7 separate regions of the Mus musculus genome follow, and regions 2, 3, 4, 5, 6 and 7 are each linked to region 1. A link is a contact called in public Hi-C and HiChIP or PLAC-seq data. All regions are on one chromosome and are shown on one strand. The core of a region is the stretch at or near the end of the contact, and the rest is flanking DNA. Distances in the headings are between cores, read along the strand shown.

Region 1 (3,099 bases), core at 364-2,863:
CTCACCTGACTTCCTTCTCTGTGGGGAATATCTAAACCAGGTCTCCAATACCTGAAGAAGCCCGATCCCTGCCTGCTCCCCTTCAAAGGCAATCCCTACACCAGGGGCTCAACTCTTCTCTGCTCCTGGAAGGTATTTAAGGTCCCTCTCTTTCTGTATGGGGGTCCCTCTAATCTGACCACAGCCCAAGGTCCTAGGTCTGGACACAGTCTGTCACTGCTATCTTTCCTAACTCTGGGATCTGGACAAGTGATGGACTTGTGTCTCCTTTTTCTAATTTGTGAACGTGGCGTAGAACAGCCCCCTAGCGCATAAGCTATTAGGCTAGTCAACGGAGATCATGTTCAGGAGTGTGTGCTCCTATAGAAGGTGTCCCTCTCTACCTCTGCTCTTGGTATGTGTATCTCTTTATGCCTTCCTCCTTGCTCCTGGCCAAGCTTCACCATCATCCTCGTCCCTCTGGCACATAGTGAGTTAACTCCTTGGTCTCCATTAGGGGCGAGAGGAGGGGTCTACACCTATGTGGGTCTCCAGAGAGCTCCACATCACCTCGAGGGCAACATTCATCCATACATTGCATTTGCCTCTTTGACTCCTCCAGAGGACGAGGCGCCCAGTGGGGGAATTTTCAGTCCCTTCTGAAAGGGACCTCTCCTGAAAGCCGGGCTGGGCAAGCACAGGTAGTAGTAGAATATCCTTGAGCCCCACCCAGGGCCTGCGCCCTCCCCTCTCCTTCTCTTTGTCCCTTCCCTACTCCAGCCTCGCCTTGCCTGAAGCTGTGGGACACCCAAGGCCCCAGTCCTGAGAGCTTCCAGAGGGGCTGTAACCCTGGGTGCTGGTCAATGATTAATACTGAGCAAACTCAGGACCAGGCGAGGGCTCCCAGCAGGGCTGGGATCAGACAAAGGCCCCCCTGTCTGGCTGAGACACCATCTTGGTGAACAGTTACTGATTACCCTGTCAACTCCAGCAGAGAGGTGGGGTGGGTGGCTGCTATCTCGCCAGGGTGGAGGGTGCTCTGGAGGTGGGGGAACGTGGGTGGGAGATGGGTTAAGCTCTTGAGCTCCGGCTTCACTTTTATGAGCTGCACGGGGTGAGGCTGGTAGCATGAGGGTCTGCGGTGCTCAGGGTGTTTCCGTACCTGTCTGTCACAGGGTTGAGGAGAGACAGGTGCCTGCCTCCAATAACAGCTCTCGGCCACTCCCTTCTAACGTTCCAACACTTCCTCCCTTCCTTACAAAACCGGTTGTCTTCTTTGTGCTGGGCCATAGAATCCCCCTGGCTGCCCCACCACCACTTAGCCCCACAAACTTCTATGTTTTCCGCCTCACCTCGAAATGTTCTTAAAAATTCTTCCTCCCTCCCTTCCTCCTCTTCTTCCTCCTTCAGGAACCTCTGTCAGTTTCCTACCTTGTCATCCTGGTCTCCTCCTGCCTGGGTCCCGTCTGCTACATCTTACCTTAATGGTGCTCATCTCTTTCCAGGGTCTTCCTGCACTGGGCACCCTCTGCTTCCATGTCTTGCTGCCCAGCCTTCAGCGCACCACAGGTGCATGGCCTAGGCCAGCTCTGCCTGGCAAGTCGGGGGACTTCAGTTCCAAGGACAGAACAAGTAGGGAGTGAACAGAGTGCCAGGAGAGCTGGAGGGGCCCGTGGGACTCCTCCACACCCCTCGCTTTTCCTCTAGGACTAAAGACTGGAGATTAGGAGACAATGGGCATACCAGTGGGCACAGTTCACCCTGCACAGAGATGCTGGTGTCTATGATGTCCTTCATTGACAGAGCCACCTCGCCGTAGGCAAACACCCCAGCTAGGCATAAGGAGTACCTTCTGAGGGCCTGAGGGGGAATGCCATTGGGAGGTGAGGGGAGCTCAGAAGACCCCGTGGGGGCATTCCACTGCCAACTGCATCCCCCACTATCCTGGTCCTGGAGTTGCCTTAGCTTGTGAAGTTCATTAAGTCCAGACTTGCCCTGAGGACCTTAGCGATGAAGAACAAGGGCACCGAGACCCAAGTGAAAGGCAGGGAGAGCGAGGGCGAGACTAGTAAGTGGGCTACAGTGGGTGGATAAGGTGAGCGCCCAGGGGCCAGCTCCCCGGAGGCCAGCTCCTCTCTCCCTTGCCCAACAGGTTTTCTGGGCAGAAAACTCAGCTCCTAAATCTAATCTCAACAGGAGGGCGCCACCTGCTGTTGGGGAGGCTAATGTGCCCCTTGCAGATTGGACTGGAGAACTTGGCGTGGAGGCTCCTCAGGGAACAGATGCTCAGTTTGGGACTGTAGTGCATGGACTGAGCCTAGAAGACTCTCAGCAGGCTTAACTGCAAACCATGAGGCGCCTCCCTCCTCTTTGCCTTCTACGGCTCCACTCATTCCGGCCACCCTAAGGGAGTCTCTTGTCTTCAACTGGACCTCCAGTGTCCACAGCCCAGTGTCCTCAACCTCCTTCAAGGCTTCTTGTAAGAGCTAATATTGGGACGGGGGCTTCAGGGCCAGAATTCTTTCCCAGAAGCAAGCAGGGCTCAGCCTGCCGCTGGAGCCGGGCCGCTCTGAGATGGGCAGGGTGGGCTCCGCTACATCTTCCGCTGAGGAGTTGGGCTGACACCTTTGTGCCTCCTCCTAAAGGCCTCTTGGCATGTTTCTGCTCTAGGCAATAGCTGGGGACCCAGGTTCCCCTCCAGGACCACCTTCCCTGATACCCTACTATCTCACAAGACTGATTCCTTCATGCCTCACTAAATTCCTGCGCGACCTTACTGATTTCTAACGCCCCTTGCCTGGCTCACACATCTCTTCTGACCTGTCCAACTTCATTTGCAACACTCTTTCATGGTGTGGAACTCTACTTGGTGGGGCTTACTCCACACTCTCCAGTGGGGTTAGCTCCCATATGCATGGATTGCCACCCCCCCCCCCCCTTAGGCTTCGTAGATTGCCGTACTGGGAGCTTCCCGCATTAAATGGAGCTTCCTGAAAAGAGTCAGCCTCCATATCTACAGCCTAAGAATTGGGCAGGAGTGAACAAATGAGCACATGAGTAAATCCATAGCCAAAGGTGAGAACCCAAAAATGTAGTGTTCTGATCAAACAGAAGAGCAGC
Region 2 (3,099 bases), core at 398-2,897, 470 kb before region 1:
CCTTGTTGACATGCACCTCTGGTGCACACCAGAGCCAATGCTAGCCTCCAAACTCTTCTGGTCCTTTTCCACAGGTCCTGGTTAGGCATCTCAGAGCACAGATTAGTATCCTGGCCTTTTCCACTTCCTCCTCTAATTTAACAGTAGCCAGGCTTCCCTGATAATAACCTACTAATAACCTACACAATTCTTGCCACATCCGTCCTGCTTCCCTATCCCCGGCTATGTCCAGTCCCCTGCCCTGCTCCCACCCCTCTGCTCTGGACTCCTCCAGAGCAAATGTCCATATATATCAGCACAAATGCAGCACAGTAGAGAACGGCATATTAACAGTGAGTCAAAGAATTGTCACCACTCAGTTTTAGGTGAGTGACCTGAAAGCAATGCCAAAAGATGTGAATCGGTGGATAACAGACACAAAATCAACCAAGCTATTGTTTAGTGATACTGTAAGACCCCTGAAGCTTGGCCTCCGCTCAAGTCCCAGGATAAGTTGGCCAGCACCCCAAAGACGGGAGAGAAAATCACACTGATGCAAACTGCAAGAGGTTTTATTATCAGCTAGCTGAGGACAAACTCCTTCCGCCATGCAGGTCAGGGGAGTTTGACCCGACCCCGATGACCCCAGTGACAGTAGGGGGCTTTTAATAGCTAGCTGAGGAGTTGGGAAGAGTTGGGCGGAGTGTCCTTGGTGAAATTTACAAGGCAGAAGGAGTGGGGAGTGAGTTCTTTCTGAATTTTTATCTTCCCCTAACCCTAACCCTGAGTCCTTGGCACAGGAAGCCAGGCAAGTGCTGGCTGGGTCTTTTACAATTATCGCATCTCTGGTTGTAAAGTATAGAAACAAAAAGGCTTTTTGCTGGCTATAGAGAACAAAGAGCTTCTTTCTAGCTGTATTTTTATAGGTCAGGGAAAACAAGCTTGGGGAAATGTTTTAGGGGCTTTACCTTTCAAGGAGAAACGCTTTAAGTCAGGGTCTCACAATACACGTGGCAAAACCACAAAGAAATACAAAGTTTGATAGAAAAGCCATCCACCTGATGAACCTAATTTTCATTGTTTTTCCCAACTATGTATCTCAGAGCCCAGGCCAGCATCCCGGCCTTTTCAGCATCTTGTCCGTTCTGTGATCTTGTCCCTTGTCCCAGCTCCTTACTAAGGTGATATAGGTCTCTAATTTTTACTCAGTTTTAAAGGACTGGACTGCAAGATAGTCTGTGAGTTGTGTAAAAGATGCAGCCTTTAAGGCAGCGTTTAAGGCTCGGACAGTGGAGTTCAAGTCGTTGCTCTTGGCTTCAGTTCCCGTCCCTGGCACAACCGTCCCCGAGTGTAGATTTTGCCTGTCTCTGCGCTGGGCACAGTGAATGTAGAAAGTCTGGGTTGGAACAGAAATGTCGGCCTGACACCTAGAGGTGTGGAGGCTGCTGCTCTGCCAGCCAGAAGGAGGTGAGGGGCATGCAATTCCCAGCAGTCACCATCATAGGCTCGCTTATCAAGAACTGTTTAGTCGCGGGCTCTCTAAATCCCCTCGCAAACGCCCTCTTTGATGACGTCACAACCCACCCTCACTTCTGATTGGAGGAGCGGCACTCGGCCGCTCTCGCGATATTTCCGTGCCAGCTTCCAGCCCTGCCTCCCTTCGCCGGGGACCGGTTTTTGGATCGCGCACCACGTTACAAGCCGCAGGGACGCGGTAGACTTGACGGGCTTCCGGGTCTCGTCCAGAGGTGGCGACGCTTTGCAGACGTCCTCGGGCACGAGGTTTGGCTCGCGGGCGCGCTGCCTGCCAGGCACGCGGGCGCGGGGGACCGACTTCGCCACAGCGCGGCCGGGGCAGCTTGCAGGCCACCCCGAGGGTGCCAGCCGTGGCTTCCGGGCGCTGAGGTCTCCATGGAGACAGACAGCCCTTGAACCACGTTTTCATCCGTCCTTCTGTCAGTCTTTGGACTCCACGTGGGAGGCGGTCGGGAAGGTGTAGATGTAGATGGGCGGGAAGCAGCAAGTGGCACCTATGGGCAGATGCCCATCAGGCTGAACCGGGATTTTCGGCTCTGGGCCGGCCCAGTTCACCCGGACACACGTTTACCCTTAGAACGCGCAGAATCACCGAGTCTATCTCTGTGTAGTCCCTAGGACTCCGGGATCAAATACTGCTGCAAACTTGCCATTTCAAATCACAAGTGTCCCCTCAGTTTCCTTCCTCAGTACTTTCTCAGTACTTTGCACGCTGGCTGCTCGTTTGGGAAATTATTTCCCTAAACTTAACCCAGAACTTCAAGGCCTTTCCTTGTTGTCTCTCTGTCTGGCTGTGTTCATTAACTTTTTTGCTTGACTGCTCATTTGCCGTTGCTGTAGTGACTTGCCGTCCAAATGGACTATAAATGCTTCAGTTTCTGGAGCGGTATGCCACTTAGCTGTAGCATGTCCTTTTAGGTACCAGGTAGCCCACCTTCCTTCTAAAAGTATATATGTCCCTCCTATAATATCTCTAGCAATTGTTAATTAAGAATTCCTTGATTTAGTTCATGAAATTTTAATAAAGCATTTACTACATGCATGAACGACTAAGGAGTTAAGAACGGGAACACTGAACACAACTATTCAGTTCATTGCAACCTTTATGGAGCTTAGTGCTAGGAAAAACAGGCAATAGACAGGTGTGCCAGTTAGTGTAATCTTAGGTAGTAATACATGCTGTGAAAGAAATCTGAAATGAATGGCAGAGGAAGCTGGGGCCAGATTGTTTTCAGGCCATACACCCAAATTTGGATGTAACTAATGCATTTTATTTAGTGCAAGGGAAAACCTTTGGGAAGTTTATAAGCAAGTGCATGGTTAGATTGCTTTGATTCTTCAGAGACAAGTAGGGACAACAAGGAAGCTATGTCAGGAGTTTAAGTGACGCATGCTGAGTCGTTTTCTGCCTGGGAGGGTCTGCAGGTAGACCATTCCTCAGTGGCCACGGAGGTCTGCCTTTGACTTAAGCTGGAATCTGTATCCTCAAAGCTTTCGTAGAATGTCTAATTATTAAATGGGACAAAAGAAATCTCTCCTTCAAAGCAGCACCTCATTTAAGGACAACATAATGAAACCCCCCAT
Region 3 (3,099 bases), core at 309-2,808, 410 kb before region 1:
AATGTCACCTTTTTACCAGCTTGCATGTGTGCAAATCCCTCTTCTGATTTAAAGTTTCTCCATACTTCAGAGTTATGTTCCCTTTTAAACATTTTTTGTAATGCATATGTCTTCTGTCCACATCTTTCATTGTTTAGTTTATTTGAAAGAAAAAACATGAACCTTTAAATAATAAACATAATACCTGAAAAAAGAATGAATAAAGAATTTTACTTAAGAAATAATTGGACATTACCAAAAGGGTTTCAGGAAATTGAATACCTCAATTAACAACAACTAACAAGTAATATAATAAAATCCAAACTCAACAAGGAGCTAGCCATGGTGGATGTAGGTGGATGGAGCCATGGTGGATGGAAGAAGCAGCTGAAAAGCTGCTTTATACCCAGAGAATCTAATTTATGGGTACAAAAGAGTCTAATGACCAATTAGTGGGATGTATGATGTATGTAACTTGATCTTGTGTTGTGGGGGTTTTCTTATCTTAAGGTACTTGTCTACTAAGAGTGAGATAGATGGATAGATGGTGGACTAATCTATTTGTGGAACAATAAATTGCTTTAGTGTTCTGCTCATGATAACACAGAGGCCTGGACACCAGCCTTGTGCATTTCTACTGCTTTTCTAATTTTAACATGTTGAAAATTATTATTATTTTCTGTTCTGAATATTGAATCTCAAGCATTGGCATTATAAGAAAGAGCTATACCATTGAGGTTAACCCCAGCTCTCTGTTTACTATGGGCTGAGACCGTGCCACTTGAAGAGGAGAACAATCATACAAACCTTTCTTCTGGCCCCTGCTGGATTGTTATGAAGAAAGTTACTGTGGCTTGGTTTTTTTGCCACCTTGGTTTGAAGTAATAGACAGAAGAAAAAAAAAGGTAGAAATTTAAGTGAGTTCCACCACTACCTTGCTAACAGCAGTACAATATCTAACCTGTGTGAGATATATACTCTTTTCAGTAAGCGGAATTTCACTCACTACATATAATGCTGCCTTCTGATTTGTTGTGAAAGTCTAGGGGGTTTTAGGTGTGAAAGAGTTTAGGAAATTAGACATATTTCTTTTTATTTTTTTTAATTCTTGTTATTTTTGTGGGTGATGTATTTGTGTGGTTATGTACACGCTGTCATGTGTGTGTGCCGAGCAGAGGGTAGCTTGTGGGAGGGAGCTGATTAACTCTCTCTGTTACATGGGTCCTAGGGTCTCATGTGGTAAATGATTTTACCTGATCAGCCATCTCCACAGCCTTGGAATTGGGGGCATTTTTGTAAGTTTCCTTTAGAATTGGTAAACTGATTTTATAGGTGTTATGTGTAAATTAATAATATTTAACTACTAAATTCATTTTTGATGAGACTTGAACACTTCTTAGTAAGGAACTTGAAATTGTATGGTATTCTTGAGACTAAGGACATACGGTGTGTTTTGTATGAGTTTGACAAAGGTTGTCAAAGCAACAGAGTCTTCAGACAAAGATGCTGTCTACTCTTTAATTGGGAGGCATTTGCTGACAGAAGCAGGACATTGGAATTCCCCTGGTCTGTGGTTGGTGATGACATAGTGTGGGCAGAAGCCATCTCTTCACTCAGGATATTTCCTCTTCTCCTTACTGACCCCTGGATTGTGTGATGAGGAACCAAAACAAACAACTAGAATTTGCTGCATTGTTCTTGGGTGTCTTTCCTGGCTTCATTTTACCTGGCAGTTTCTTCCTTATCACAACAGTAACCCTGGTGTTTTGAAATCACATCCTTATAAAGCAATCTTTCCTTGCTGGGGAATGACAGAAGATCCATTGAAGAGCAAGAACTTGAGGGTGTTTTCATTTTCTAGCTATTGCGACCTCATGTTGTGAAGTCTTAAGGTTGTAGCCTCTCCTTCTACACCTGCCTTTGCAGTTTTGTGCCCACCAGAAGACACAACTAATGTGCAGCAGCTGCCACCTACCCTGCTTGTTTGGTTTATTTGAATTTAGTCATTCAACAAAGATTTTAGAACCTCTTCTGAAGTATGCTAGATGTTGTGCTGAACAAGCTCTTGGGATCACTGAAAATCCGATGTCCTAGGCTGGAGTGACTGGGAACCTAGAGAATGTTTGTAGCCTGTGCGTGAAGGCTTATGTGAGGTTATGGTAAGATGTTAGGGGCAGTTCTCACCAGGGCCTTTAGGAACTTTGTATGTTTAGGGTGATACCTCCCCTATTTGTAGCAGTCACTAAAGAAGCAAAAGAATATCTCTTTGAGACAGGATTTCTATGTAGCTCTGACTAGTGGAGCTGTGTAGACTAGGCGTGGCCTTGAACTCAGAGATCCTCGTGCCTCTGCTTCCTGAGTGCTGAGATGAAAAGAGCTTGCCCACCACACCATGTGTCTTGATTTTTCAAAGCATCTTTGTAATGATTTTCTTTTTTAAACCCTCTGTTCATAGCCACACAAGTAGCTGATAAAACCCGAACTAAAATCCAAATGAGGGGAGGGCGAGTATTTATCTAGGCTGCAGCTGAGGAGACCCTTGTTGATCTTACTGGATGTAAGGAATTGTGACAGGAGGCTGTTAGGAGAGGGGAACAATAATGGTAAAGTGTGAGCCTTACTTGAATGGTACAGAAGAGCTTTATTTGAGTGTGTGTATGTGTTCATGTGGTTCCACCTGCATACAGGTGCTTGTAGAAACTACAAGGTGTCATTCTTTTGAAACCCTCACCTTGTTCCTGACCTGGTGCTCACCAGGTAGGTAGGCCATGCTGGGTGGCCGGCCAGCCCCTTGCAAGGATCTCCCCTTCTCTGCTTTACCAATGCTGTGGATTCCAGAGCATGTGGCTCTTTTATACGGCTCCCAGTTGGGTGCCAGGCCCTGTTGTAGGTACTTGAGAGTTAAAAATGGATGGGAGGGATTATGTCCTGGGTTCCTTGGAGCTTTTATTTTACAGGAAATCATAGCACACTGTCAACTAGCCCTGTGTGTGCACACTAGCACTTGCGAGATCAAAAGACAATTCTTGGAGTTCTCTCCTTCCATCTAGCGATCCGAGGGTCAGGCTTGCATACATAGCTACTTCGCCTACTGAGCTACCCTGCCTGCCTGGTTTTGTT
Region 4 (3,099 bases), core at 375-2,874, 380 kb before region 1:
TTACCAGTTAACTGTGTTAACTGGGAGAGGAGCACATGAGGGTCTGAAGCCTGGTCTAGAAGCGAGGAGCTTACAGTTCAGCTGAAGACACAAAGATTGAGACTGTGAACCAGGTGAAATGGAAAATATATACCATAATTATCTGCATAACATGATACAAGTACTGAATTCTGTAGATATTTGTAAATGGAAAACTAAGTGGAATATTTGAAGGGAAATTTTCTTTAAAAGGCACAGTGGATGAGTAGATCTGGGTACATGCGAGAAATCCAATCTAAAAAGGAAAATAAAATTTGATTTACTGCTATGCACCTTCTTTATTTTGTCTTCTTAAAGAGAAACGCGTAGAAAGATTTTGTACAGTGTAAGAAGGAAATGTGTCTGTAAAAACATTATTAGACCCAACTACATGGATCTCAGTGACTGTGGAAAGACACTGCATGACTTTACTTTCTGGTGTGGAAAGGACAGAACCATTTTAGTTACTTCTTTTTCTATCTTGATGGCACAGATGTGCCAGCATCTTCTAAGGAGTGTCTTACGCTGCCCCGCACTCTGCTTCCTGGAAGATTGTGAAGCAGTTGCCAGACAGAACTACTTTTCTCTTGTTTTTCATGTTTTCTAGGAAAACAGATTCCACAAGTTTCTGTGGTTACCTACTCCATTGTTGAAGGAAGAACTGGATTCTCAAAACTCAAATTGAGAGCTGTGGAGTATGTGGGTTTTTGTGCTTTTGAAAATGTAATTATTAGAATTCACAATAGGTTGTTTGATTTGAACTGTTTAGTAGCTTGCAGCAAGTACTTATTTGGCCAAACTGAAACCAGAATTTTCCCAAAAGAATTCTCATTTTCTTCACTAAATGTGCATTTGTTGTGTCCTTACTCTGGACCAGGTACTAGAATACAGACAGGGATCAGAAGTATTCCATGCTGTGCTAAAGATGGAGCTCAATTGAAGGTCTGCGTGGCGTCCGCAGAGCCCTGGGTTCAGGCTCTAGTACCACTGAAACCCCAGGTGGTGATGAGTGCATAAAGTCCCAGCACTTGAGAGGCGAAGACTGGAAGGCTGGAAACTCAAGTTCATTCTTAAGAATTAGAAGCTAGGGCTGTAGAGTTGGCTCAGTGTCAAGAGTATTTGTTGTTGCAAGGACCCAGGTTCGAGTCTCAGCACCCACATGGAGGCTTACCACCTCAAAGACCAGCAACTGTGGTGCACAGACACACATGAAGGCAAAACTCTAATACACATAAAATAATAAAAATCTAAAATATTTTTAAAACATTTGTTTACTTATTTTATGAATATGAGTACACCACCATTGTTCTCTTCAGACACACCAGAAGGGGACATCAGACCCCATTACAGATGGTTGCGAGCCACCATGTGGTTGCTGGGAATTGAACTCAGGACCTCTGGAAGAGCAATTGGTGCTTTTAACCACTGAGCCATTTCCCCCAGCCCTAATTTTTTTTTTTTTAAGTTAGAAGCTAGCCTTGGTTACAACATTTTGTCTAAAATAATTTGAGAAGATGGAGGAGAAAAGGGAAGTTGTCATAGCCAGTAAAGGCATGAGTCGCATAAGCCTGAATATGTAAATTCAGTTTCTTGAACCCACAATGAAAGCAGAAGGAAAGAGTGATTACAGAGTTGATCCTGCCCCTCCCCATCATGCGCACGCGCACACGTGTACACACACACACATTCCATGTCCTTGGGGAAACTGAAGGGTTGATGAAGATTATCTGCTGTGTTCGAGTCTCTGTTGAAGGGCAGGAGAGGTTCCCTTGATGCCTACCCGTTTCCCATCCTGTGTTGTACGGGCCCGGCCTTCCCAGGCCCCCTTTACTTCATGCCTATGGAGGTAATGGAAGAACGGGCTTCAGTATCAAGGATTCCAGTATCATGCTGCAGAACCAGGAAGGTAGAAGTCTTGGATTCAGTTTGACTTACCCCACCAAGGTGCCAGTGCTGCTGTTAGACATTTGCCGTTTTTACAGTTAACTCTATAAAACTTTTATGTTTGATAATAGCTGGGTGCTATGGGATGAGAATTTGGGGGCTTATAAAACTTCTTTCCTGTAATGTGATTTCTTTTAGACTTAACTAAATATTTTTTATAGTCCATGCTTGTGTTTTTCATTCATGTCTTTAATTAAAGCCAGTCTTGATTGTAACAGCCATCATTACTTGGTTTTATCCTAAGACCCTAAGACATAATAGTGCTTTTCACACTTTGTAGATGTGAAAATTGAGTTACAGGAAAGATTTGCTCAAGATCATGAGTAGCACTAGCAGTAAAAGTCAATGATTATTTTTAGCTCACATTAGTTTGACTAGAACATTTTTTAAATTGCAGGTTTTTCTAGTAGTAACAATAATACAAAACTGTATTCAGTGATTCTTTTGTAGAATATGAATTTTATTCTTCCAAGAAGATACTTCACTTATCATAGGCTTTTAAACGGTGATTAAAAATCAAGAGTCCCATGTTTTGATGTGGTTTAGAGGCATCATCCATTCATTGTCCACAGACGTTTATAGAGCATTAAGTTTCTGTTTTTTAGCCAGAGAAGAAAAGTGACTGCCTGTAAAGACTGAGAACTAAGGCTCATGGCCCGTGTTGCTGTTGTTGAGTCGCTCTTACAACTAGAGTGAAGTCTATGCTGACCCTTTGAGCCAGGGTAGAGATCCATATCTTAAGTTACTGTTCAATTCTCAGGTTCAAGAATTGTAGGAAGAAAACCACAAATAAAATTTTTAACTTAAAAAAAAATTCTTGAAAAGTAATACATTCATGAAATTGAAGAGGGATGTAGTCATTGTGTTCTTAAATATTGACTCTTGCACGGACCACGTAATCTTCGTTCTTAAGTACTGCTTCAGGCCATTGCCTGCTTTAATAACTCAGGCATTGTTGTTTTCGTTAGAGCATGTTCTATGGAATTTTGGCAATGCATGCATCCTCTTTCTGTATCTTAGAAAAGCACGAGTAAATATTTTTTCTTTGCTTTGGTGTTTTTGTAGCTTAAATTTTATATGAGCCAGACTAATATAATGTAATACCAAGATTACATAATTTAAGACGTCAGGGTTGCT
Region 5 (3,099 bases), core at 169-2,668, 370 kb after region 1:
CCTTCCATTCCGTATTGAATTCACTTCCTTCAGGATGTTTTCCTTGCTTAGTAGCTACTTAGCAGATAAATAACTCTTGTTTTTGAGCTTTTAATCACATTAAGTGCTTAAAAAAAAATGATCCAAGTCTAGGGATAAACAGCTTATGGAGATTTTCATTCTCTAAGAACCACCCAGGGTGACTTTGTCAGAAAGAGAACTCAAATTTGCAGGCGGCTGTTTTCACTAACATCTATCCGAGAAGCAGAGCAAATGACTCCTTATGGTGACCTCTAGCGGGCACGGGGCAGTCCTACAAAATTAGGAAAGTGGAGGGGGAAAGCAAAACCCTTCCCCAGGTACTCCATGGTCACAGGAGCCCATCTCACCCCTCCACCCTCCCTATTCATTTTTATTTCCAGGGTTTGTTTTGCATCTAACGCCGTCTCCCTTATATATAACTCACCTGTTTCTTGCCTTTGACGGGCTGGGTTGCCGGTGTCGGATGTGTAAACTGCTGTTTAAAATAATGCCTGCCAAGTCGAACCCCACTCCACCAAGCCTTAACCCTGCCTCTGCATTTGAAGGCCGGTGCCGCAGTCGCACGGGGGTGCTACGGGGAGGGAAGGAGTGGACATCGAGATAGCATGAAAAGGAGAATGCAAGATCGAGGCAATAAGACATTCTGGTCTTGCCAGTGAAAGAAAATTCTCTCCAGACTGCTACCCGACTCCACCGGAGGCATCGTGAGAGCGGTGTAGGCGCCTTCTTAGGACCCCAAGGCTGGGAAAGATGGGGGACTAGGGCGAGTCCGTTGGCCCATGGCATCCCTCAGGGAGCAGGGGGTGGGGAGAGCTTGGTGCGCGGCCGCCTTCGGAGCGCACGGCACGTGGGGTGCCCCACGCGCGGAGAGGAAGCGCAAAGTCTGCAGGCAAAGCCGCGACTGGGTTGCCTGCTTTGAGAAATCCTTTGGGGCGGCCTTAGAAGCCGACCAGGGTTTCCAACAGTCTCTGGCAAAGGCTCATCCAGACGCCGTCTGCTCCCTACTTCAAACCTCGCACCTTGGTCCTCACCTCAGCACCCCTCCTTCCCTCCTGTCTCCTCCCTTCGGGGGACTCTTTAAAGGAGCCTGGGGGAGGTGTGTCCATCATCCGGATGGCCCCGGGGCTCCCCGCAGCTCGCATCACGCCCTGCGCACCCCTCCCGGCCACTGCGGGCGGGGGCGCACGGCGTCACGAGGCGGGGAGCCCGAGGTCCGGGGCGGGGCGCCGGGGAATCCCAGCCGGAGCGAGCCGGGAGGTGCGGGCGCGGGCGGGCAAGGAGGTGCGCGCGGAGGGAGCGGAGCGCGCGGAGCCGGCGGGCGAGGAGGAGGACGGCGAGGGAGGCCCCGCCCCCGCCTCCCGGAGCCCGCTCCTCGCCGCCGGAGCCGGCTCACTTTGCCTTTCGCCTCTGGACGGCGGCGGGGCTGCGTGCGCCGGGGACCGGGCAGACCTGCCCACGGTGCCTCGGCTAACGTTCGCCCTCTGGGAGACCGGCGCCACCTGGAGCTGCGGCCAGCCACCCGGATTCGGGAGGGCGAACCCGGGAGCGAGGGGCGGCGGCACTGACACCGCGGGGGACGCGGGCGGTGCGGGGCGCGAGCCCCGGGGGAGCTCGGGCCCCGACGGCGCGGCCTCCCCGTGCGCGCGGCGGGCAGGCCCCCGGGGCGGCCAGCCATGACCTTCGGGCGCGGCGGGGCGGCCTCGGTGGTGCTGAACGTGGGCGGCGCCCGGTACTCGCTGTCCCGGGAGCTGCTCAAGGACTTCCCGCTGCGCCGCGTGAGCCGGCTGCACGGCTGCCGCTCGGAGCGCGACGTGCTCGAAGTGTGCGACGACTACGACCGGGAGCGCAACGAGTACTTCTTCGACCGACACTCGGAGGCCTTCGGCTTCATCCTGCTGTACGTGCGCGGCCACGGGAAGCTGCGCTTCGCGCCGCGGATGTGCGAGCTCTCCTTCTACAACGAGATGATCTACTGGGGCCTGGAGGGTGCGCACCTGGAGTACTGCTGCCAGCGCCGCCTAGACGACCGCATGTCCGACACCCACACCTTTCACGCGGCAGACGAGCTGGGCCGCGAGCAGCCTCGTCCCGCCGGACCCGAGGCGGCCCCCTCCCGGCGCTGGCTGGAGCGCATGCGGCGGACCTTCGAGGAGCCCACGTCGTCGCTGGCCGCGCAGATCCTGGCCAGCGTGTCCGTGGTGTTCGTGATCGTGTCCATGGTGGTGCTGTGCGCCAGCACGCTGCCCGACTGGCGTGCGGCGGTTGCTGACAACCGCAGTCTGGATGACCGGAGCAGGTACTCCGCCAGCCCTGGGAGGGAACCCTCCGGGTAGGACGCACTGCTTTTTTTGCCCGTCCAGTCCGTCCAGTCCCGTCTATCCGTGCCGTCCGTCCGTCCGGTCTCCGTCCTGTCTGCCTGGCAGCTCAGCTAGGCTTTTTTCCTGCCCCAGGAGGTCCCTGGCGCTCCAGCCGAGGGGTGTGAGGAATCTATGGGTCCCCAACCCCGCCCCCTTTTCACAGGCGCAGCCTGTGGTTGTGCTTGGGTCTCACCTTTTAGAGTAAAACCTCCAGGCTTTGTGTTTTAGTTCTGACCAAATAGCAACCTGCTAATTAGATTTTCCAAACTTTTATTGCTAACACGCAATAATTTGCACGATGATTCAGTTTGAGCTAAGAGCTCTTTGAAATATGTGCCAGTACTGGTGGTGTTTGAAAAGATGAAGTCTCATTTCGGTGAAATGTGGTCTGCTTCAGTGCCCACACATTCTGCACACCCTGCTCCCGGCGTAATGTGTGCTGGGATGGAATCCGTATTATAAAGGAGGCTAATTTAGTGATAGACTCTGAATAATGGGTGCCTGTGCCCTTTTTCCTCTCTCCTTTCCGAGCAAGTGTGGACCTAGCAAATTCCTCTCCTCTGTGTGGCATTAAGGATTTGGAGTTTCATTCAGAGGGTCTTCAGTGTGGAGAAGAAAACAAAAACAGCTATTACCTTGGGAGAGAAGAAAAAGCGAAACTTCCCCAAACCCAGAAACAGGATTCGGTCATTGAAGTGTCTTCCCGCCTCCCCCCACTTTA
Region 6 (3,099 bases), core at 269-2,768, 360 kb before region 1:
TCGGAGTTCCCTTTCACTTAGTAGTTGGGAACTAACTCCGCAGACATCACATCCCACTAGGTATGGACAACATCGAAGTAGAGTAGCATTTACCCAGTGTGTTTGTTTGTTTGTTTCCTTGCTTTGTTTGTAAATAAATCTTGGTCTTTGAATCCCCAGACTTTTTTTCAAGTGTCCTGGGGGAAATGAAGCACCGAGCCTGATTAAGAGCAAACGCATGCTCCTGGCCTCATTCTGATCTAATGTGTGTGAAAGTTAGAAGTTTGGGGGGAAACAAGTTGCAAGGCCTTCTCTTAGGAGCAAAAGGAGGCCAGGCTGAGGACCGCCTTCACACCCCTCCTTTCAGCAGAACAGCTGTGCTTTGTTTTAGTGTGGTAATTCGTGCTGCCATGATAGCATGCACACAACAGGTTTTACCATCTCTACCATTTGTTAGTGCACAGCTGAGTGATTGATAGAAGCCTCTTTCTTTTACTCTCAGCATTCCTTGGTTGTCTGTAGGCTTTTTATGATTTCTCTTTTATAATCCAAACAATTTCAGCCCCTAACACTGCTTTTTTAAAAAGAGACAAGGTCACCGTGTCGCCCAGGAGGATTGGAATCTCTGACCCTCCTGGCTCTACTTCCCAAGTGCTGGAAAATAGCACTTCCACCCAAGCTTAGTCAGTGCGGGAAGTGAACCAGCTGAGGTACATCCCAGCACTTGAGAGGCAGAGGCAGGAGGATCTCAGTGAGTGTGAAGCTAGTCTGACAGTGAGTTACAATCTCAAAAAAAGGTATAAATTTTAAAAGATTATGAAAGGAACCAAAATTTTGTACTTGTTACAAATCTCATTCCAAAGTGAAGAAAACTAAAATGCAAAAACAAAGTTTTTGGTTATTTTTTTAAGAAAAGTGAGGTCATAAAGTTCAATAGTGCTCGCTTTCTTAGCTGCCAATGCAGCTTTCTGCCTGGCATGCATTTCTTGATGTGACTTAGGTCTTTTTTGATGCCTTTTCATTTCTTCTTTCCCCATTCTCCAACTGCTTCTGTCATCTGTTTTTATATATTTAACTTTTTACTGGCTCTTTGTGATTGCCACATCCTGCATCCCAATCCCACTCACCTTCCTGTCCTCTTGCACCTGCCCTCCACCCTGGACCTGGCCCTGCCAGCTCAGTCGGGCTACCGGTTCTCCAGCTTGGGAATGAGGATTAAAAAGAAAAAAGACAGAGGACATTATAGCAACGCCTTAGTCCATTCTGAGACTTTCCCAATCCACTTTTTATACCATTTTAATTACATGCAAGTATTACAATGAGTAGTACAATGAGGAATCAAGCAAGACAATAGTCAAGGAACAGGCAAGACGATAAACACAAAGCCCCATGATCACTCCGCTGATAGCTGTTTCAAAGGATGATCAAAATATCTGAGCCTACTTCTTTGTTCTACCTTAAACTTAGATTCTTACTTCCTTGTCCTTGGCCAATGTCAGATGACTGCCTGAAGCCCATTTCCTTGTCATTGGCCAAAGTCAGATTCCTGCCAGGTGGCACCCCAAAATGCTCTCCACACTTCAGCATTGCCCTGGCTAGCTCACCCAGTGCCTCAGTCTGCAAAGGACACAGAGCCAGGTCTACCACTCTCATGCCCTCTGGCCATTTCACCCATTCCCAAACCAGCAGAGCCAGCTCTATTGTGCTACCGAGGTAAGGTGCAATGAGGGCCTTCTCTTCCTCATGCTGTTGTAGATGTGGGGCTGGCAGCTCTCCCACCTGCCGTAGGTGGCAAGGGATGAGGGGGTTGGTAAGGAGGGCTTCTCGCCCTCACCCATACTACTGCATGGAAGACAGGTGTCAGTGCCAGCCCTCCCAATGCTCACAGCCTTGGGCCAGCTCACCTGCAATCCCCACAACCAGTACCAGCTCTACTGTGCTGCTCAGAAGCAAGTGAGGGCACCTTTCATCAATCCCTGCACAATGGGTTGTCAGGATAAGAAGCTTGCTTTTGTTTTGTTTTGTTTGTTTTGTTCTTAGAATATTCTGATTTTTCCCTCCCTTTTTTGGTGACAGTATCTTGAAATGTACTCTGGTTGTGAAGTCAGGGTTCTTCTTTGTCCCCATGTGTGGTGCAAGTCCTGGAAAGTGTCATCACCTCAAGGTCTCCTTATTTTTTTTTTCCTTTTTTTAAAGAATTACTTACTTATTTAAGTATATGAGTACACTGTAACTGTCTTCAGATACACCAGAAGAGGGCGTCTTTTAAGTCATAGTTCTACACATCAGGGTTCTTGGTTGATGGTTTTGTTTCAGCTACCACTCTGACTTCCAGAATATCTGCTGAGAAGTCTGTTGGCTCTGCCTCAGGCTCCTGTGGGGTGAAGGCCTGCTTCCCTTTCACGGCGTCTGCTCTCTTCATGTTGATGAGAGCATGCGTAGGGTGTAGCTTGCTGCTTCTCCGTCCCTAGAGTCTGCTGAGCTTCTTCTATGCTGATATTCACTTCTATTCAGACTTAAGGATTTTGCATAAGTTTCCCTTGGTCCCTATCCTTGCCCCTTTCTCCCTTTTCGTTAGAAGCTGATGGTGTTAATGGTGGTCTCCTTGGTGCTGCCCCATGGGCCCCATAGGCTCAGCCAGTGTTTTTCAAATCTTGTTTCTGTTCCTCTGACACAGTCTGTCAGTTGTCCTGTGTGCACTGTGAGCAGTATTCTCCTTTTCCTGTCAGTGAAATTTCCACTTTACTCTCTTTTTTGGCTCTAGAATTTTTTTCCTTATTTGTTTTTCTCTCTGTAGTAATATGTTTTGTTAATGCACACACACACATTTTTTACTTTTTCTGAGTCTTTCTTTAATTCCTCAAACATCTTTAAGACATTTGTTTAAACAGCTTTGTCTAGCAAGTCCACCCATATTGGTCTTTCACAGGGACAGTTTTTGTCTTTTTTTCCACTGTGAATGAGTAATACTTTCAGATTCTTTGTGTGCCCTCATGCCTTTTCTTTCTGTTCAAAACTGTATACTTTAGTCTAGTGTAAGTCCAGCATTTGATCCTCCCTGGCCCCTAGAGCTGCTGGGTGGACTGGTGTTTTGATTGTTGAAAACTGTCTGTGCTCTAG
Region 7 (3,099 bases), core at 342-2,841, 330 kb before region 1:
AATGGGAAAATGTAATTATATCAATGAAATGTATTTTTGTCAAGATATCTTTTCTCTAATTGCTAGCTAGTGCAGGGAGGGTTTTCTGGTTCTAGTGAGTAATGGCCTAGTCATGTTTCCTCAAAGCCATCAGACAGGGAGAGCTTCCCATTTCCTGAAAGCTCTGGACAGCACAGTACAGAAAGTGTGACTCCAGAGAGTCACTGGCTTTAGAAGAGGGTTGCGTGCAGGACCCTTGCTTTGCCAGAGGCTTCTCCTTGTGCACGTTAAAGTGAAACAGGAAAACGTGACAAAATGTGGGGCTGGAGAAATGACTCAGCAGCTAAGAGCACTGGCTGTTCTTCCAGAGGTCCTGAGTTCAATTCCCAGCAACCACATGGTGGCTCACGACCATCTGTAATGGGACAGCTACAGTGTATTGATATAAATAAAATAAATAAATCTTAAAAAAAAAGTGACAAAATGTGTTTGAAAGCAGTGCCTGCCTTCTTCAGTCTGAAATCTTTTATGTGTAATCACTTTCCTTCAGTGAACTGGGAGAGCCTGATCGCCACCCTGGCATGTTCCTCTTACTCCTGGTGTTGGAGAGACTGTACCCATCGCCGATGGACGGCACATCATCTGCGCTCAGCTTGGCCCCTTTTGTTCCTTTCATTATCAGGTAGTGTCATATTGCAGGGAACTTGAGAGAATGTTCTATCTTGTTCTTATTTGGAGAATTATAATCAATATATTGTCTTAGGGAGCCATTTTGTGAAAGCAAGAGAGTGAAGCTTTCTGCTATTGCTCCTGACTGTTCTCCAGTGCTTTCTGAGCAGTTACCTGTGCTTAGCCCCTGGGTGTGGGCGCCTATGGCTGTGTTGATAGTGTTTTCCTTGGAGACCGGCTAGTGGGTGTGTGATGTTGATCGGAAGTATCCCTTTTGAAAACACTGCCTATGGTTTGTATTGAACAGTATTGGGCCAGCCAACACAGGTATGCTGGGCGGGCTTGATCCTAGCATGTATTCCCTGCCCTGTGGTTTAAAAGAATATTAAGGCACCTGGCTCTTTACTCTGTGGAAGTCAGAGCAACCAGGACCTGGTGTGCCTGTGGCAATGCCACTTAGCCCATTGTCCCACTTAATCTTCTGTTTCAAACTTGGGGTGCCTAAAAGAGATGCAAAAGCATAATGCATGTGGGTGCACACCAACTACAGGATACATCACCAAAGGCCCCAGTACCTCTTCTGAAATGGCTGTCACTTTTTAGTTTTTGACTGTGCACCTTAACGTGTGATCCTCAAAAAGCATTTGTGTTTTCCTATGACTCACTTTAGAAGCTATAATATTATTATCAGCTCTTACTCTTCGGAGTTCTTGACTAGCATGTGCCTTTCATGGATCTATTGAAATTTGAGATGGACTTGGGGAAGCACAAGAACACAAAGCTTGAGTGTGTTTATTATTTGTGCAGCATCTTGTGTTCTGCTTCCTGGGCTCACATAGTTGACTTACGCATTTCCATGTGAGAAACCATGAAACACGAGGTTCTGACATGTGATGCTGTGGCCATTTGTTTGCCACCAAGCCTGGGCTGTGGTTGTGCTATCTGTGATCACAGAGGTGACTCACTGGGACTGGCTTGGTTTCCGATACAAAGTTACCGTCTGCCTCCTCCAGTATTGGGTGATTCATTTTAGAAATTTGGTGGTAAATTTTACTTTCAAGAGCCTTAAAAGTGTTCTCTTTCATGAACATTTGTGTGTATTTGAGGGGAGGATGCAGCTAAGCAGTGTTTCAGAAAGTTGATAAAAGGGAAAAGGTACAAACAGTATCAGCGCCATTAGAAATCAAGATGTGCTGTGCACCATCGGCTATGTCGAGACCATTCATTCTGCAGAGGCTTTTACCACACCATCTGTTGTTGGTTGTTCCTAGAGACAGGAAGTTGCTACATTGAAAATACTCTTCCAAATGGACCTACTTATATATAATCTGAGTATGTGCATGGTCCTGAGAGATAGTCAAAGATTACAGTAGTATAGAAGATTTAAATACTACTCTGAAACCAGGTTGTAGAGAGCATTGAAGTCCTTAGTAAGTGTGTGTTGTTGACATAGGCATGACCATGTCAGTGAAGCTGGTGCCTGGCCCCATGGGTGAAATTTCCCTGGATAAGATTCAGAGAATGGCAGCACCTTCCTCTCAACCATGTGGGGATGGTGATGGTGACTGCAGGAAATGTTCACAGCTACTCCGCACCACCCGCGTTGGGAGCCCAAGTTCATGGCCTAAAGATTGCTCCCCTACAAAGAGACTGCTCCTACTAAGATTAGCTAATCCTGTCTCCTTTTTCAGTTGTATATGGTAACCCTGCTTCCTTCTTCAGCTGGCTGTGTGCAACACCCTTACCTCCCTGTCCAGTTATATATAAACATACTGAGCTTCCAGTGCACTGCAGCTTCCCCAATAGAGAGTCTAGACCGCCTGATCCCATATATTCTGTGTGTCTGGTATGTCCTTTCCTCATTACCTAGTTAGGGTTCCAGGCCCCAAGCTGTGCAAGGATGTATACCAGGAACTGAGAACATCATCTGGGTTAGTTTGGTTGGTTTAGTTTGTGTTGTCTGTTTCACAGTGTTGGGGATCAAACCCAGGGCCTTGCTCGTGCTTGGCAAGCTCTAGCATTGAGTTGCATCCTCAGCCCTGGTATGTAAGAGTCTACCCAGGAGGCTGGGAAGATGCTTTAGCAGTTCAGAACACTTGTTCTTGCAGCAGACAAAGGCTCCGTTTCCGCTATTCAGATGATGGCTCACAACTGCCTGTAATTTCAGTTCCAGGGAATCCAGCAACCTCTTCTACGCTCCACAGACACCAAGTACGGCCATGATGCGCACATATATTTGCAGGCAAAATACACATAAAATCAATAAATCTAAGATTTTTAAGGACTTTAGCTTATTTCTCTGATACTGTTTTGTTTGTTTGTTTGTTTTTGTTTTTGCCAGCCTGAATCTTAGAGGTAGCTGATTTGGTTTTTCTGGTCTGTATGGGCAGTTCTTTGCTATCCAGCCCCTTCCTCCATGAGTGCAGTGCCTTCACATATAGCCACTCCCTC

The links. A called contact is a pair of places that touch in the nucleus more often than the background predicts. HiChIP or PLAC-seq counts read pairs in DNA pulled down with a chosen protein or histone mark.
Region 2: a contact with region 1 is called in a FOXA1 HiChIP or PLAC-seq map of pancreatic cancer cells. The contact joins the promoter of Thada here to the promoter of 8430430B14Rik in region 1. A contact is called at or near these places in 10 of 39 promoter capture datasets (the C10 cell line, HPC-7-derived erythroid cells, the SN4741 cell line and 5 more), 1 of 484 Hi-C or Micro-C datasets (bone marrow-derived macrophages), 12 of 115 datasets of contacts at active chromatin or transcription factors (the 230-238 cell line, acute myeloid leukemia, bone marrow-derived macrophages and 6 more) and 3 of 9 other capture datasets (adipose tissue, embryonic stem cells and liver).
Region 3: a Hi-C map of bone marrow-derived macrophages shows a contact between it and region 1, with 22 read pairs. The contact joins the enhancer-like site here to the promoter of 8430430B14Rik in region 1. A contact is called at or near these places in 9 of 39 promoter capture datasets (the C10 cell line, the SN4741 cell line, cranial neural crest and 4 more), 4 of 484 Hi-C or Micro-C datasets (bone marrow-derived macrophages, embryonic stem cells and group 2 innate lymphoid cells) and 9 of 115 datasets of contacts at active chromatin or transcription factors (the HPC-7 cell line, the NIH/3T3 cell line, acute myeloid leukemia and 5 more).
Region 4: a contact with region 1 is called in a Hi-C map of bone marrow-derived macrophages, with 5 times the contacts expected there. The contact joins the enhancer-like site here to the promoter of 8430430B14Rik in region 1. A contact is called at or near these places in 2 of 39 promoter capture datasets (embryonic stem cells and liver), 2 of 15 datasets of contacts at CTCF or cohesin (large pre-B cells and pro-B cells), 24 of 484 Hi-C or Micro-C datasets (B cells, ECoMG-derived neutrophils, the HL-1 cell line and 17 more), 16 of 115 datasets of contacts at active chromatin or transcription factors (the 230-238 cell line, DN3 thymocytes, the HPC-7 cell line and 9 more) and 3 of 9 other capture datasets (adipose tissue, embryonic stem cells and liver).
Region 5: a contact with region 1 is called in an H3K27ac HiChIP or PLAC-seq map of embryonic stem cells, with 2.4 times the contacts expected there. The contact joins the promoter of Kcng3 here to the promoter of 8430430B14Rik in region 1. A contact is called at or near these places in 1 of 484 Hi-C or Micro-C datasets (embryonic stem cells) and 1 of 115 datasets of contacts at active chromatin or transcription factors (embryonic stem cells).
Region 6: an H3K27ac HiChIP or PLAC-seq map of embryonic stem cells shows a contact between it and region 1, with 8 read pairs. The contact joins the enhancer-like site here to the promoter of 8430430B14Rik in region 1. A contact is called at or near these places in 2 of 484 Hi-C or Micro-C datasets (bone marrow-derived macrophages and embryonic stem cells), 10 of 115 datasets of contacts at active chromatin or transcription factors (T-cell acute lymphoblastic leukemia, embryonic stem cells, extraembryonic endoderm stem cells and 3 more) and 3 of 9 other capture datasets (adipose tissue, embryonic stem cells and liver).
Region 7: a contact with region 1 is called in an H3K27ac HiChIP or PLAC-seq map of regulatory T cells, with 3 times the contacts expected there. The contact joins the enhancer-like site here to the promoter of 8430430B14Rik in region 1. A contact is called at or near these places in 6 of 484 Hi-C or Micro-C datasets (the C2C12 cell line, CD4 T cells, bone marrow-derived macrophages and 2 more), 9 of 115 datasets of contacts at active chromatin or transcription factors (CD8 T cells, T-cell acute lymphoblastic leukemia, double positive thymocytes and 5 more) and 3 of 9 other capture datasets (adipose tissue, embryonic stem cells and liver).

What each region holds. Positions count from the first base shown.
Region 1 is chr17:83,997,066-84,000,164 of GRCm38.p6, reverse strand. It overlaps 8430430B14Rik (RIKEN cDNA 8430430B14 gene), which reads right to left and starts at 1,613. Exons shown (of 2, transcript NR_130994.1): 1 at 1,460-1,613.
Region 2 is chr17:84,464,756-84,467,854 of GRCm38.p6, reverse strand. It overlaps Thada (thyroid adenoma associated), which reads left to right and starts at 1,647. Exons shown (of 38, transcript NM_183021.3): 1 at 1,647-1,761.
Region 3 is chr17:84,407,395-84,410,493 of GRCm38.p6, reverse strand. The region is part of intron 22 of Thada (thyroid adenoma associated); the gene reads left to right. Among named protein-coding and RNA genes, the nearest start is that of Gm24722, 18 kb to the right of the region's middle. Within about 2 kb of position 1,558, at least 46 of the 459 cell types and tissues checked have an H3K27ac peak or open chromatin away from gene starts, as enhancers often do. A contact at or near this core is called in the SN4741 cell line, bone marrow-derived macrophages, group 2 innate lymphoid cells and 1 more, where this site is marked.
Region 4 is chr17:84,379,071-84,382,169 of GRCm38.p6, reverse strand. The region is part of intron 26 of Thada (thyroid adenoma associated); the gene reads left to right. Among named protein-coding and RNA genes, the nearest start is that of Gm24722, 11 kb to the left of the region's middle. Within about 2 kb of position 1,624, at least 9 of the 459 cell types and tissues checked have an H3K27ac peak or open chromatin away from gene starts, as enhancers often do. A contact at or near this core is called in bone marrow-derived macrophages, where this site is marked.
Region 5 is chr17:83,630,214-83,633,312 of GRCm38.p6, reverse strand. Kcng3 (potassium voltage-gated channel, subfamily G, member 3) reads left to right here and starts at 1,418. Exons shown (of 2, transcript NM_153512.1): 1 at 1,418-2,350. The coding sequence starts at 1,695.
Region 6 is chr17:84,353,505-84,356,603 of GRCm38.p6, reverse strand. All of the region lies in intron 26 of Thada (thyroid adenoma associated), which reads left to right. Among named protein-coding and RNA genes, the nearest start is that of Gm24722, 36 kb to the left of the region's middle. Within about 2 kb of position 1,518, at least 29 of the 459 cell types and tissues checked have an H3K27ac peak or open chromatin away from gene starts, as enhancers often do. A contact at or near this core is called in embryonic stem cells, extraembryonic endoderm stem cells and microglia, where this site is marked.
Region 7 is chr17:84,331,588-84,334,686 of GRCm38.p6, reverse strand. Thada (thyroid adenoma associated) reads left to right here. Exons shown (of 38, transcript NM_183021.3): 28 at 530-661. Among named protein-coding and RNA genes, the nearest start is that of Gm24492, 45 kb to the right of the region's middle. Within about 2 kb of position 1,591, at least 93 of the 459 cell types and tissues checked have an H3K27ac peak or open chromatin away from gene starts, as enhancers often do. A contact at or near this core is called in the C2C12 cell line, CD8 T cells, bone marrow-derived macrophages and 5 more, where this site is marked.